Regions from separate parts of the Oncorhynchus mykiss genome. Here region 2 is linked to region 1. The links are chromatin contacts, called in public Hi-C maps. All regions are on one chromosome and are shown on one strand. The core of a region is the stretch at or near the end of the contact, and the rest is flanking DNA. Distances in the headings are between cores, read along the strand shown. Region 1 holds the start of LOC110497280 (zinc finger protein with KRAB and SCAN domains 8). Region 2 holds the start of LOC110497399 (40S ribosomal protein S17).

What was found. A called contact is a pair of places that touch in the nucleus more often than the background predicts.
Region 2: a Hi-C map of liver shows a contact between it and region 1, with 5 times the contacts expected there. The contact joins the promoter of LOC110497399 here to the promoter of LOC110497280 in region 1. A contact is called at or near these places in 2 of 3 Hi-C or Micro-C datasets (blood and liver).

The regions. Positions count from the first base shown.
Region 1 is chr2:81,007,305-81,014,071 of USDA_OmykA_1.1, forward strand. LOC110497280 (zinc finger protein with KRAB and SCAN domains 8) reads right to left here and starts at 3,610. Exons shown (of 2, transcript XM_021573315.2): 1 at 3,349-3,610; 2 at 1,396-2,737. The coding sequence starts at 3,523. The coding sequence ends at 1,722.
Region 2 is chr2:81,174,062-81,180,828 of USDA_OmykA_1.1, forward strand. LOC110497399 (40S ribosomal protein S17) reads left to right here and starts at 3,722. Exons shown (of 5, transcript XM_036956470.1): 1 at 3,722-3,766; 2 at 5,119-5,270; 3 at 6,750-6,767. The coding sequence starts at 3,737. It overlaps LOC118944145 (a small nucleolar RNA gene), which reads left to right and starts at 6,457; the gene lies at 6,457-6,581.

The sequences.
Region 1 (6,767 bases), core at 2,360-4,859:
AGGCTATGTATGGAGTTATGGTATGGGAAGGCATAAGCTATGGGACAAAGGTCCTGAGGCCCATTGTCGTGCCATTCATTTGCCACCATCACCTCATGTTTTAGCATGATAATGCATGGCCTCATGTCGCAAGGATCTGCACACAATTCCTGCAAGCTGAAATTGTCCCAGTCCTTCCATGGCCTGCATACTCACCAGACATGTCACCCATTGAGCATGTTTGGGATGCTCTGGATTGACATGTACAACAGCGTGTTCCTGTTCCCACCAATATCCAGCGACTTCACACAGCCATTGAAGAGAAGTGGGACAACATTCCAAAGGCCATAATCAGCAGCCTGATCAACTCAATGAGATGGTGATGTGGCGCACTGCATGAGGCAAATAGTGGTCACAAATAGTGGTTACTGACTGGTTTTCTTATCCACACCCCTACCTTTTTTAAGGTAACTGTGACCAACAAATGCACATCTGTATTCCCAGTCATGTGAAATCCATATATTAGGGCGTATTGAATTTATTTCAGTTGACTGATTTCCTTAAATGAACTGTAACTTCAGTAAAATAAAAAAAACTATTGCATGTTGTGTTTATATTTTTGAACAGTGTAGCTACAGGCTGCCCACCTGGGGAATCTGATGTGCGTGCCAGGAGGGGTGTGTGCACATTGTTGTGGCCCAGGGGGTCCTGCTTTGGTGCCAATTATGAATCTGCCTTCAACGTGGCTCTGTGGGAGCTGGCTGGGCATTTACCATTCAAGAACAGACATGACTTTGAACACAGCACTGAAAAAGATGTGATGGCCATCATTCAGAGGTATCTGCTGCCTGACCAAGAATTCCTTGTGTTGGAATAGCAAATAACTGCACATTTACAGAAATACTTTTAAGCCTGGCTTACCTGGAAGAGAACACCAGTGTCAGTATAGTTGAGACAAGTGTTACTGTGGTATATTTAAGCAATAAGGCACGAGGGGGGTGAGGTATATGGCCAATATGCCACGGCTAAGGGCTGTACTTATGTATATTGGCCATATACCACAAACCCCCGAGGTGCTTTATTGCTATTTTGAACTGGTTACCAATGTAATTAGAGCAGTAAAAATATTTGTCATACCCATGGTATACAGTCTGATATACCACAGCTGTCAGCCAATCAGCATTCAGGGCTGGAACCACCCAGTTTATAATTTGTCCATAACCATTTAAATGACTGTCAATGTGTACAGAGCCTGGTGGTTGACTATGTAGTTTGCCCACAATTATTTTGGGCTACAATTCCACTAACTAAAATTCAACTCCCTACACATACTGTCCAAACTGAGTATATGCTTTGTGCTTTTATTTATTGGGCATTAAAAAGTAGCTCAACAGATTTCAATGGAATAAAACATACTTGAAATCATAGTACTTTTATTATGTTTTAGATGTATTACCATTAGTAGCTAATTTCCTTTCCTCCCACTATAATAGAACTCCAAAAACACACAGGTTGTCTCTTTTTGCAAGCCAGGCTCATTCAAAGGCCGCACAATGGCGAGTTACTCCAGCATTAGGACTATACAGATCTAGGTGAGCAACGTATATGACAGCGGTCTGTGTGGACTTTTTAGAAATTCAAGCAGCCACTGTCACTGAAATATTTACTGCAATCACTGCACTCATACACATTTTCCCCAGTGTGACTTTTCTGATTACACATTATTGGGTAAAGCAGTTTTTCTACATACATGACACCTGTATGATTTCGCCCCTGTGACTCCTCATCATGTGAAATGTCAGACGGAAGCTAGTGCTGAAACACTTGTCACAATGACTGCAGCTATATCCTTTACCTCCTGCATGAATCTTCATGTGCCTTTTCAGACTATTGCGAACGCTGAATTCTTTGCCACAATCAGAACATTGATACGGTTTATCCCCTGTGTGGGTTCTCATGTGCACAATCAGATCCCTATTGCTAGTGAAGCATTTACTACAAACATGACAACACATCCTATCTGCAATGTGAGTTTGGATGTGATGTTTCATACTTTCTGTGGACTCAAAACATTTTCCACACACACCACAAATATGTTCTTTCTCATTTGTATGAGTTTGCACATGTTTCATTAACGAACCCATGTACTGGAAAGACTTTCCACACACTTTACAACGGCAAGGAGCATTATCCCTTTGCCTGGGTGATTTCAGATCGGACGACTCTGTGGATTTTCTACCCTTAATATTCATATGGGAACTTTGTCTTTTTCCTGTCCATCTTTTCTTTGATTTGACTGGTTTAAAACCTGACGGAGGCCCTCCAACTCCCATCCAATCAATGTTTTCCCTCTGAGCTGCAGAACAGTATGGATTTCTTGCATAATTAGGCTGAGAATCACTGGTTGGTTCTGATAATCTGTAGTCCTCTCCACCAGTTTCTGCTTTGATATTTGCAGTTGAGGTGCTGGGTAGAGAGTCTCTCTCTTCTTTTCCCTCATTCTGGGCTTGATAAAGATATGAGTGCCGAGTTGGGTCTTCACAGTCAGGTTCCATAAAGGCATTAGTGAATATGGAGTCTTTGGTATCATCTTCCAGCTCTTGAAGCTGTTCTTCCCATTGACTGGTCCTGAGTTCCTCCTGTTCCTCCTTTATCTGTGTAGGCTCTGGGTCCTCTTGTCCGAGACTGGGGCTCCACTCCTGCACACACTGCTGCTGCTCAGGGGGAACCTGTTCCGAGACTGACTGTTGGAGGATGTCTAGAGGCAAGTAGAAAGGAAGGATGAGATATAGAAAACCTGTAAGCCTACAATAGAGAGAATTATTAACAGTGTATTTTTGTAGGCATTAACTCCGCCATTGCTCGTTGGCCAAAGCCTATGGGTGAAATTAATGTTTTTTTTGTAGGGTTTTTGGATAAACACAAAGTGTGGTCTGTGGTAAACACAGGCTCAGATCTTACTGTTCTATGAGATCATCATCAGCTAACGTTACTTTTTGTGAAGCATGTATGTAATCAAAACAAGCACATAAAGGCATCTTAATTCATAAAGGTTATGTTAACTGACTGATCATCTCATAGAACAAAACGTACTCCTAAGCCTGTGTTAACCTCAGACCTTATTTTCGTAGTTTATCCTAAAAACCCATTCTTTAAGAAGCATCAGACCCTACCGAACTGCATTCTTTCCCCATTAATTTCCCTCCATAGGAACGGCTGAACGATCCTGATAACTCATTTCCGGTTTTTAGGACTACAAGCTGGCGAGTATGACTATTCAGACATAACTATGTACCTGTAAAAGCTGATGTGATATTTTCTATCCACTTTCATACAATGACGGTTGAATTGACAAAGGTAATCACAAACCTGCTCTGTTTAGCTTGATGAGAGCGATTTCAAGCTGCCTCTGGAGACGGTCATTTTCCTCATTTGAACGGGAAACTTCTTCTGCTATCGTTTTTTCAACTGCCCATAATATCTCCTCAGCAGCAGTTCTTAATCGCTCATTGAGAAACACTCTTAACAGCTGTATTTTAGACATTTTAGATTACGTTTAGTAGCTTCCGAAGTAGCTAGTTCCTGGATTCTGTCCGTTTCCGCGGGCAACCTCATCTGGTAGGAGGTAACACATTTTGATTTATCACCACCTGCTGGAGTGGAGTACGAGAAGATCGGTTCAGTTTATGGAAATCTTTTCCAATACAAAATGTACCCCATGACATATCCTATATTGTCTGAAATATCACCAATCACATATCTATCTGTACATTATATATTAATCCTATATTTTAACCTCAGGTGAGATAACACTGACTCAACTCCAGCCACTTTAATAATGGGAATTGATGGGAAATGATGTAAATATATCACTAGCCACTTTAAACAATGCTACCTTATATTATGTTACTTACCCTACATTATTCATCTCATATGCATACGTATATACTGTACTCTATATCATCGACTGTATCCTTATGTAATACATGAATCACTAGCCACTAAACTATGCCACTTTGTTTACATACTCATCTCATTTGTACATACTGTACTCGATACCATCTACTGTATCTTGCCTATGCTGCTCTGTACCATCACTCATTCATATATCCTTATGTACATATTCTTTATCCCCTTACACTGTGTACAAGACAGTAGTTTTGGAATTGTTAGTTAGATTACTTGTTATTACTGCATTGTCGGAACTAGAAGCACAAGCATTTCGCTACACTCGCATTAACATCTGCTAACCATGTGTATGTGACAAATAAAATTTGATTTGATTTGATGTGGATACTTTGACGGGAGGGACGTATGATATAATTAAAAGTGTCTTAATAATAACAAAATAATAATACAGAATCATAATGTGTAGCAGTAAGTAATATACTATCCATTTTTTCGATATGTGTACTCTACTGATGTCTGATCCAGGCTGTATCACATCCGGCCGTGATTGGGAGTCCCATAGGGCGGCGCACAATTGGCCCAACATCGTCCGGGTTTGGACGGGGTAGGCCGTCATTGTAAATAAGAATTTGTTCTTAAACTGACTTGCCTCGTTAAATAAAGGTTACCATTTTTTTTAAATGATCAAGGTTTGATTGGTTATACCTCGGAATTCCTATAGGGGCAGGGTTGACATATTTGTAATTTGTTTTATACTGTAAATTGGCCTAATACTATTGGTTGTGGGTTGCAGGTTTTTGGGCTACTTCTAAGTTACACAGCGATCGCCATGGCATTTCTCTTTAAAACATTTTTATTTCACTGTGACATGCTACTGCTGACTATCAGGCAGTGCTGTTGCTGAGTTATTGATTGGTGGGTGGGGCCCGAGGTGTGTGTGCAGCTTAGTCCACGAGAGTGAGAGGAGACAGAGCAGCACACAAGCAGGTCGTGAATTTGTTTTACAAGTGGTAGGTAGGCTATTTAACTTGTCATTATGCTTGAGTGTAAATTTGAAATGGAAGTTATGGAATTCACTCGCATGCTTCAGTTATGCGGAAAAGTTCTCAATGAAACTGACATTAAATGTGGAGAATGTTACATTTGCATCTGTTGGCCATCAAGTAGCCTATTCATTTATATGCCATTGTAGGCAACTGTAGGCTACGATTTGATACAGTAAATGTGTTGAAATGACTATATCACTGGAGTCATTGCAAATCAATTTGTGCCACTTGTGTAGCCTTCCTGGAGCTGGCAAACGGATTTAATAAATAATCTATAACTTCAGTGTATTGTTGTTGTAGCATTATGTTATTATGCAATTATTAATGGCCAAATAAATGAGTCTGTTAATTTGAACAAAGCAATCTGCTAAATCGTTCAGTTTACATCTTGCCTACCTTTTCTCTAGGCTACTGAAGACTATCTGAAATAAGATGTTGGCCTATAAGGAACTATAGGCTATGTGCATTTTCACTACATGGCCAAAAGTATGTGGACAAACCTTAACATTAGTGGATTCGGCTATTTCAACCACACCCATTTCTGACCGATGTATAAAATTGAGCACATAGCCATGCAATCTCCATAGACAAACATTGTCAGTAGAATGAGCTGTACGGAGGAGCTTAGTGACTTTCAACATGGCACCGTCATAGGATGCCACCTTTCCAACAAGTCAGTTGGTAAAATTTCTGCCCTGCTAGAGCTGCCACGGTCAACTGTAAGTGCTGTTATTGTGACATGAAAACGTCTAGGCTCAACAATGGCTTAGCCGCGAAGTGGTAGGCCACACAAGTTAAAAGAACAGGACCGCCGAGTGCTGAAGTGCGTAAAAATCCTCTGTCCTCGGTTGCAACACTCACTACCAAGTTCCAAACTGCCTCTGGAAGTAACGTCAGCACAAGAACTGTTCGTAGGGAGCTTCATGAAATGGGTTTCCAGGGCCGAGCAGCCGTACACAAGTATAAGATCACCATGCACAATGCCAAGCATCGGCTGGAGTGGTGTAAAGCTCACCGCCATTGGACTCTGGAGCAGTGGAAATTCGTTCTCTGGAGTGATGAATCGTGCTTCACCATCTGGCAGTCCAACGGACGAATCTGGGTTTTGTGGATGCCAGGCCAACGCTACCTACCCGAATGCATAGTGCCAACTGTAAAGTTTGGTGAAGAAGAAGTAAGGTCTGGGGCTGTTTTTCATGGTTCGGGCTAGGCACCTTAGTTCCGATGAAGGGAAATGTTGACGCTACAGTGTACAATTACATTCTAGACGATTCTGTGCTTCCAACTCTGTGGCAACAGTTTGGGTAAGGCCCTTTCCTGTTTTAGCATGACAATGTCCACATGCACAAAGTGAGGTACATACAGAAATAGTTTGTCGAGATCAGTGGGGAGGATCTTGACTGGCCTGCACAGAGCCCTGACCTCAACCCCATCAAACACCTTTGGGATGAATTGGAACACCGACTGTGAGCCAGGTCTAATCGCCCAACGTCAGTGCCCGACCTCACTAATTCCCTTCTGGCTGAATGGAAGCAAGTCACCGCAGCAATGTTCCAACATCTAGTGGAAAGCCTTCCCAGAACAGTGGAGGCTGTGATGGCAGCAAAGAGGGGACCAACTCCATATTAATGCCCATTATTTTGGCCATGTAGTGTATCTAAGCAAACCATGGCAAAGTTGAATTACAATCATAAACCCAGATTTTATTCTGTATCCTATGCCTATTGAAATGACAAGTCAATCTCACAAATGGGCCATTTATAACTATTTGTAGTCTTCCCAGAAAATAGCCTAACATTAGAATCACTCAAACTCTCCTGTCTGATTTATCTA
Region 2 (6,767 bases), core at 2,472-4,971, 170 kb after region 1:
CACCTTCCTGTTCAAGTGAGCACAGCACAACAATGCTGAGTCCAAAAATGTCTTGCATGCTGCTGCATAAATTATGTAATATGCCAGGGAGATATGTATACTGTAGCTAAGAAAGTAATACTAAGTGTATGTTGTGAAGTAAGATGTTAGTAGCCCATGTGCCTCACCCTAATAATTTGGTCCATTTACCCCTCTTAATTTCGCCTACTGTTCTAACTTGGTGGTGCACATGTGGTCTATTACCTGTTTTAGAGAAATGTAATCATCAAATATTGTAAGAGCTTTCATTGTCTGCTTATTTATTTATCCTTTATTTACCCTTTATCCTTTATCCTATATTTACCCTTTATTTATCCTACGGTTCTGACTTGGTGTACAGGGAGAACACTAAGAACGGCCCATGTTCTGAAATCTGTTGCTGTACATTTCATTAGAGCTAAACAAATAGTTATATTGACTAGCGTTACATCCATCCTAGCTCGCTTAATGTCTTAATCGAAATTACATATTGCCTCTTATCCGCTTGTCGTCTCCTTACACCATAGTTTGTACATCTCAATTGTCATTAGAATCCACATTTGTTCAAGCAAGTCAGCCATATCGGCTATGTTTTTTTTTAAAGGCAGTAAATGAGAATTAATTAACTGTTTCGCTGCCAGACAAGGCTCTGCTGATAGCCAGTTGTAGCAGTGGTCAGATGTTTGGACAGCTTTATGAAGGCCCTTAACAGTTTGTGGGCACCGTTTGTCACTGTTATAGTGCAATTAATGCATTGTTTAGTGTTGTTACATGCTAAAATGGCCACTGAATACTTCATTTTATTTACAGTTTATACACCCCACATTTATATACTAGATTCTTGGCATAGCTCACTAATATATCTACTGCTGTACATAACATTGTTAGTATATCTTGTGTAAATTTATCTGGTGTACATTGGGCTCCCGAGTGCCTCAGTGGCTTAAGTCACTGCATCTCAGTGCTAGAGGTGTAACTACAGACCCCGTGAGGAGCCAATAACATAAGCATTTCGCTGCACCGGCTATAGAGTACCACAGTATGAGTCATAATACCCATAAAACTTAGCAGTCAAATAGGGAACTGCTTCCAAGTGTTTTCCACCATCCATTTTTTAGAAACACTTAAAATAAGGGCTGTTTTTGCGTAGGCTTACACTGGTGTGACGTTTGTGTTAAGGGATTTTTTTTTAATCAATAATGACTTATGTATACATTTCAATCAGGACTAACTAATCAGAATACTATTATGTTACTGTATAGATGTATGAATTTTCTTTTAATCCTAGTACTGAATATAATGTGTGTAATTATAATCAAGAAGTAGAACAATGACTGTCTGTTCCTTGGTAGAAATGAATGAATTTATCGTCAGACTGGCTAGAACGCTTATCTACACAGGCAGACCTTGGCTCGGGTCATAAATGATCTAAGTTTGGGAGAGACGATGTGGGAAGTCTTGAACTATACAGCCATTGTACTGGAGTGGAGATGAGACGGGGTAGTACGAAAACTAATGACGACATTTTCAGTTTATAAGCTGTGGTAAACTATATCATGTTCAGTACTCTCGAGAATAAACACTGCTGATTGATTTTGAGACTGGTCTCTGTCCATTTTATGCAAATAAGAGTCTTACAAATTCTTAGGAATTGACAGAGTGTTGAATTTTAATTGGGTATTAAAACATGTAGGAATTTAATTCCTGTAACAGTTTGATAACCATGTAAATTTCTCTAGGACAAAGTGACTTTTCTCAATATATTTGCCTGTATTACCTTCAAAAAAATGAAATGCTAATTAGCTACTAATGTGGCTATTATAAAGAACTACAAAAACTGATCTGGACGAGACTGCCAAATCAAGGCAAAGGTAAAAATCTCTGGATTAATTATCAAATGTTAGCTAAATGTAGTCATGAATAAATTGGCAAAATTTCTTTAGATTAACAATTCTGTGAACTGTCTTGTGCAAGTTTTAAATTGACTATCTGTTCGCAAAGGTTTCAGCTAGAGATGATGTGCAGGAGCTAGCAGGTATTTGTAGTCTTGCATGATGTCTTTTAATGCTAATTAGCTTTTTCGAATGTGAGAACAAATAGGGCCGAATACATTAAAAGTCATCATGTCCGAGAGAGATTTACATTGTTATCAAAACGTCACACCAGGGTAAGCCTACACGCAACACAGCCCTTATTTGAAGTGTTTCTAAAATCCATAATGGGAAAAATTAATGGTATAAAAAAGATTGGAACCAGTTCCCTGATTGACCGCTAGGTTTTATGGGTATTATGACACCTCCACTGTGTGGTTCAATAACATCTGCTAAACTGTGTAACAATGCCACCAATAAACTTAGATTTGATATGCATTGTGTGAAATGTGTAACCCTTTAAGCATATTTCCCAAAACATGTTCATGAACTGGAGGTGTAAAAAGATGACTGAGAATATGAACATGGGAATACTGCATATACTGTATTTCACTAATATACACTAGAACAAAGTGTTAAATTATAATGATGACATGTCATGATCACCTGAATGAAAAGCAAAGCATTGGCAGAATGATTACATATGAATCAGACACAGATGGAATTGGATTCTCATGTTATACTTCGGAAAGTATTCAGACCCCTTCACTTTTTCCACATTTACGTTACAGCCTTATTCTAAAATGTATTAAATCATTTTTTCCCTCATCAATCTACACACACTAACCAATAATGACAAAGCAAAAACATTTGATGTAAAAAACTTACATTTTACATTTATGTAAGTATACATACCCTTTACTCAGTACTTTGTTGAAGCACCTTTGGTAGCAATCACAGCATTGTGTCTTCTTGGGTATGACGCTACAAGCTTGGCACGCCTGTATTTGGGGAGTTTCTCCCATTCTTCTCTGCAGATCCTCTCAAGCTCTGTCAGATTGGCTGGGGAGCATTGCTGCACAGCTATTTTCAAGTCTCTCCACAGATGGCAAATCAAATTGTATTTGTTACATGCGCCGAATACAACAGGTAGACCTTACAGTGAAATCCTTACTTACAAGCTCTTAACCAACAATGCAGTTTTAAGAAAATACCCACCAAAAAAGTAAGAGAGAAGAATAAATAATTAAAGAGCAGCAGTAATTAACAATAGCGGGGCTATATACAGGGGGTAACGGCACAGAGTCAATGTCAATGTGCGGAGGTAATATGTACATGTAGGTAGAGTTATTGAAGTGACTATGCTTGGCCCCCTGTGATGCACTGGGCCATACGCACTACCCTCTGTAGTGCCTTGCGGTCGGAGGCCGAGCAGTTGCCATACCAGGCAGTGATGCAACCCGTCAGGATGCTCTCGATGGTGCAGCTGTAAAACCTTTTGAGGATCTGAGGACCATTGCCAAATCTTTTCAGTCTCCTGAGGGGGAATAGGTTTTGTCGTGCCCTCTTCACGACTGTCTTGGTGTGTTTGGACAATGTTAGTTTGTTGGTGATATGGACACCAAGCTCTCAACCTGCTCCACGACAGCCCCGTCGATGAGAATGGGGGCGTGCTCGGCCCTACTTTTCCTGTAGTCCACAATCATCTCCTTTGTCTTGATCACATTGAGGGAGAGGGGGTTGTCCGGATGTGGAGGTCCTGGGCTGTCGTGGCGACACGTGGTCTGCTGTTGTGCGACCAGTTGCATGTACTGCTGCCAAATTTTCTACAATTTTGTTGGAGGCTTATGGTAGAGGAATTAACATTAAATACTCAGGTAACAGCTCTGTTGGACATTCCTGCAGTCATCATGTCAATCAAAACTCGAGACATCTGTAGCATTGCGTTGTGTGATAACCGTCATTGTAAATAAGAATTTGTTCTTAACTGACTTGCCTAGTTAAATAAAGGTTAAATAAAATACAAATAAAAACGTGAAGAGCACATCGACATTTTTTCCCCCTAGTCAGCTCGGGGATAGAACCAGCGGCTTTTCGGTTACTTGGCCAACGCTCTTAACCGCTAGACTAACTGCCGCACTTACGCGCAATAATTTCACTCAACTGGGGAAACCAAATGTACAGTAATATAGCTGTAATGAACTGCAAGTCTGGTTGTATATTTTTGCGAATTCTTCTACCACTAGGGGGTGGCACCCTTTTCCCTTTGGTTTCCCACATCCACGTGCCCTCTTATTATACTTCCGCTGAAGCGCTTGTATAGTCCTCTTCTACCAGCCCGATTCAACATGGTGGGTACTTCAACATTTACAACCCCTCTAAATCTATCGTAATCCTCAGTTTTTTAGTATCCAAAATGGTATTTATCTCTAGAATAGTGAAATGTTGTATATATTACACAATCGCAGTGACATATTGCGTTAGGATGCCCTTCCTGGCAGATTTTTTTGAACAATATGACGAGGGTTCGCCGAGATGCTAACGGAAGAAGCATTATGCTAGCATTTGGCTGCACATGAACAACCACGTTTTCCATGTCTTTATTTGATTACAATCAGTAGAGAACTGGTCATGACTTTAATATTGTACACATTTTCCGCTATGTGGTTAGTGGTTTTGCACGTTGGTTTCAACTGTTTGTAAGAAATACATTTTGTTCCGTGGTACAGATTAGCGTAGCTAACTAGCTGATTGCGGAATCATCCTACTAGCTAATTAACCATAGGTGGTCTGTTTTCCCAATGTAGGGTACCCATTGTTTCTGACTTACTCACCGGTGTAGTTAATCGTGAGATCCATTTACTAGCAAGTAGGTAGTTGGCTAGGTAGCCAGTCTGCGCAAAGTTGCTAGCTCGTTAGTATTAGGTACAACCTTGTATGTTAGATCCAAATGTAGCTTGCCTGGTCATGCCAGCCGTTGGCGTACTTATACCTCCTAAAATGTCAACCGCTTTTGAAATGTAATTTACGTTGAACCCTGTATCGAAAGTGGCCAGGTCATTGATAGTACAGAACGTGAATTGAGGGTCTTTCCCGTGTTCGATGGGTCCAAAGTCCCTACCGAACCCTGGTTCTCTCAGATATTTTAAATCCATTAAAGGTAATCCCATTCTGAACGTTCAGGTGATCAGGATAACCTAGTCATTTGCACAACTCCTTTGTTCCACAGGGACGAGTCAGGACCAAGACGGTGAAAAAAGCCGCCCGGGTCATCATTGAGAAGTACTACACCCGGCTGGGAAATGACTTCCACACCAACAAGAGGGTGTGCGAAGAGATCGCTATCATCCCCAGCAAGAAGCTCCGCAACAAGATCGCTGGGTGAGTCTGGTTTCTTCAGCTTTATTGTCTCTTAATAGTCAAGCTGACTCGAACCTCAGCAACATATATAAAGCTTGTCTGAGGTCAAGCAGCAGATGTTGCGTAGACAACGCTGAACAGCAACGTTCAACCAACCGTGGTGATATTTTCTTCGTTCTCAATTTGGAAGTCACCCGTGTCTTAACTCCTGGGTCTAGTTTTGGGTGTAGCCAGCAGGTCAGGGTCGGACAGGCAATTTTCTTAAATAAAGTCACCACGGAGCCAGCACGAGATATGGCTCGGAAAGCGTACCGCGATCATGGATGAGAAATGCGTTGTACTCTGAATTGTCCCGTTATTCCAACTGTTATACTGAGAAGATGAAATGGCTGCTCGTTTTTCTGGAAACTGCCCTTTTCATCCTCATGATAGGTAGCAGAAACCACAGCAGCCATTTTGGGATGTCGGTGTCAGCTAATTGGCTCCTTTGCTTTTTTTCAATGCTGAATATTTTTATTAATTTCATGAATCAAATTGATTTATAAAGCCTTACATCAGCTGGTATCACAAAATGCTGTACAGAAACCCAGCCTAAGCCCCCAAACAGCAAGCAATACAGGTGTAGAAGCACAGTGGCTAGGAAAAACTCCCTAAAAAGGCCAGATCCTAGAGGGACCAGGCCTCTTCTGGCTGTGCCGGGTGGATATTATAAGAAAACATGGCCGAGATGTTCAAATGTTCGTAGATGCCCAGCAGGGTCAAATAATAATAATCACAGTGGTTGTAGAGGGTGCAACAGGTCAGCACCTCAGGAGTAAATGTCAGTTGGCTTTTCATAGCCGATCATTCAGAGTATCTCTACAGGAGCTGCTGTCTCTAGAGAGTTGGAAACAGCAGGTCTGGGACAGGTAGCATGTCCGGTGAACAGGTCATGCGTCCATAGCCGCAGGCAGAACAGTTGAAACTGGAGCAGCAGCACGGCCAGGTGGACTGGGGCCAGCAAGGAGTCATCAGGCCAGGTAGTCCTGAGGCATGGTCCTAGGGCTCAGGTCCTCCTTAGAGAAAGATGTTTCATATGACATGTACTATGCTGCACTTCAATCAGGTTGGATTTCAAAACACTACTTCTAATAGCATGGCTTGGAGGGAGTTATTGATTATATTATATCCCTGACCTAGCTGATTATTGCTAGTTTGCCACATAAAAACCTGTATCGAAAGTGACTATGGCGCAACTGTTGCCATAGTCATTGATGTTACGGGAATTGTGACGGAAATATTTTACCGTGTTTGTTGGAATATCTTTTCCTGTCAAACCCTGTCTTTCAAACATCTTTCTCGTCCGCAACAACCTAAACTTGAGTGAAACCTAATTATCATGTTAAACTAGTTTTCAGTGATCTAGCATAAATATTTTTGTTTGAACCCATGGTCTGATCTAATGCTGTTACAATTGTGATGTTGTGCATGAATTAACTGAATTCTGGTTTGTACTCTTAGGTATGTGACCCATTTGAT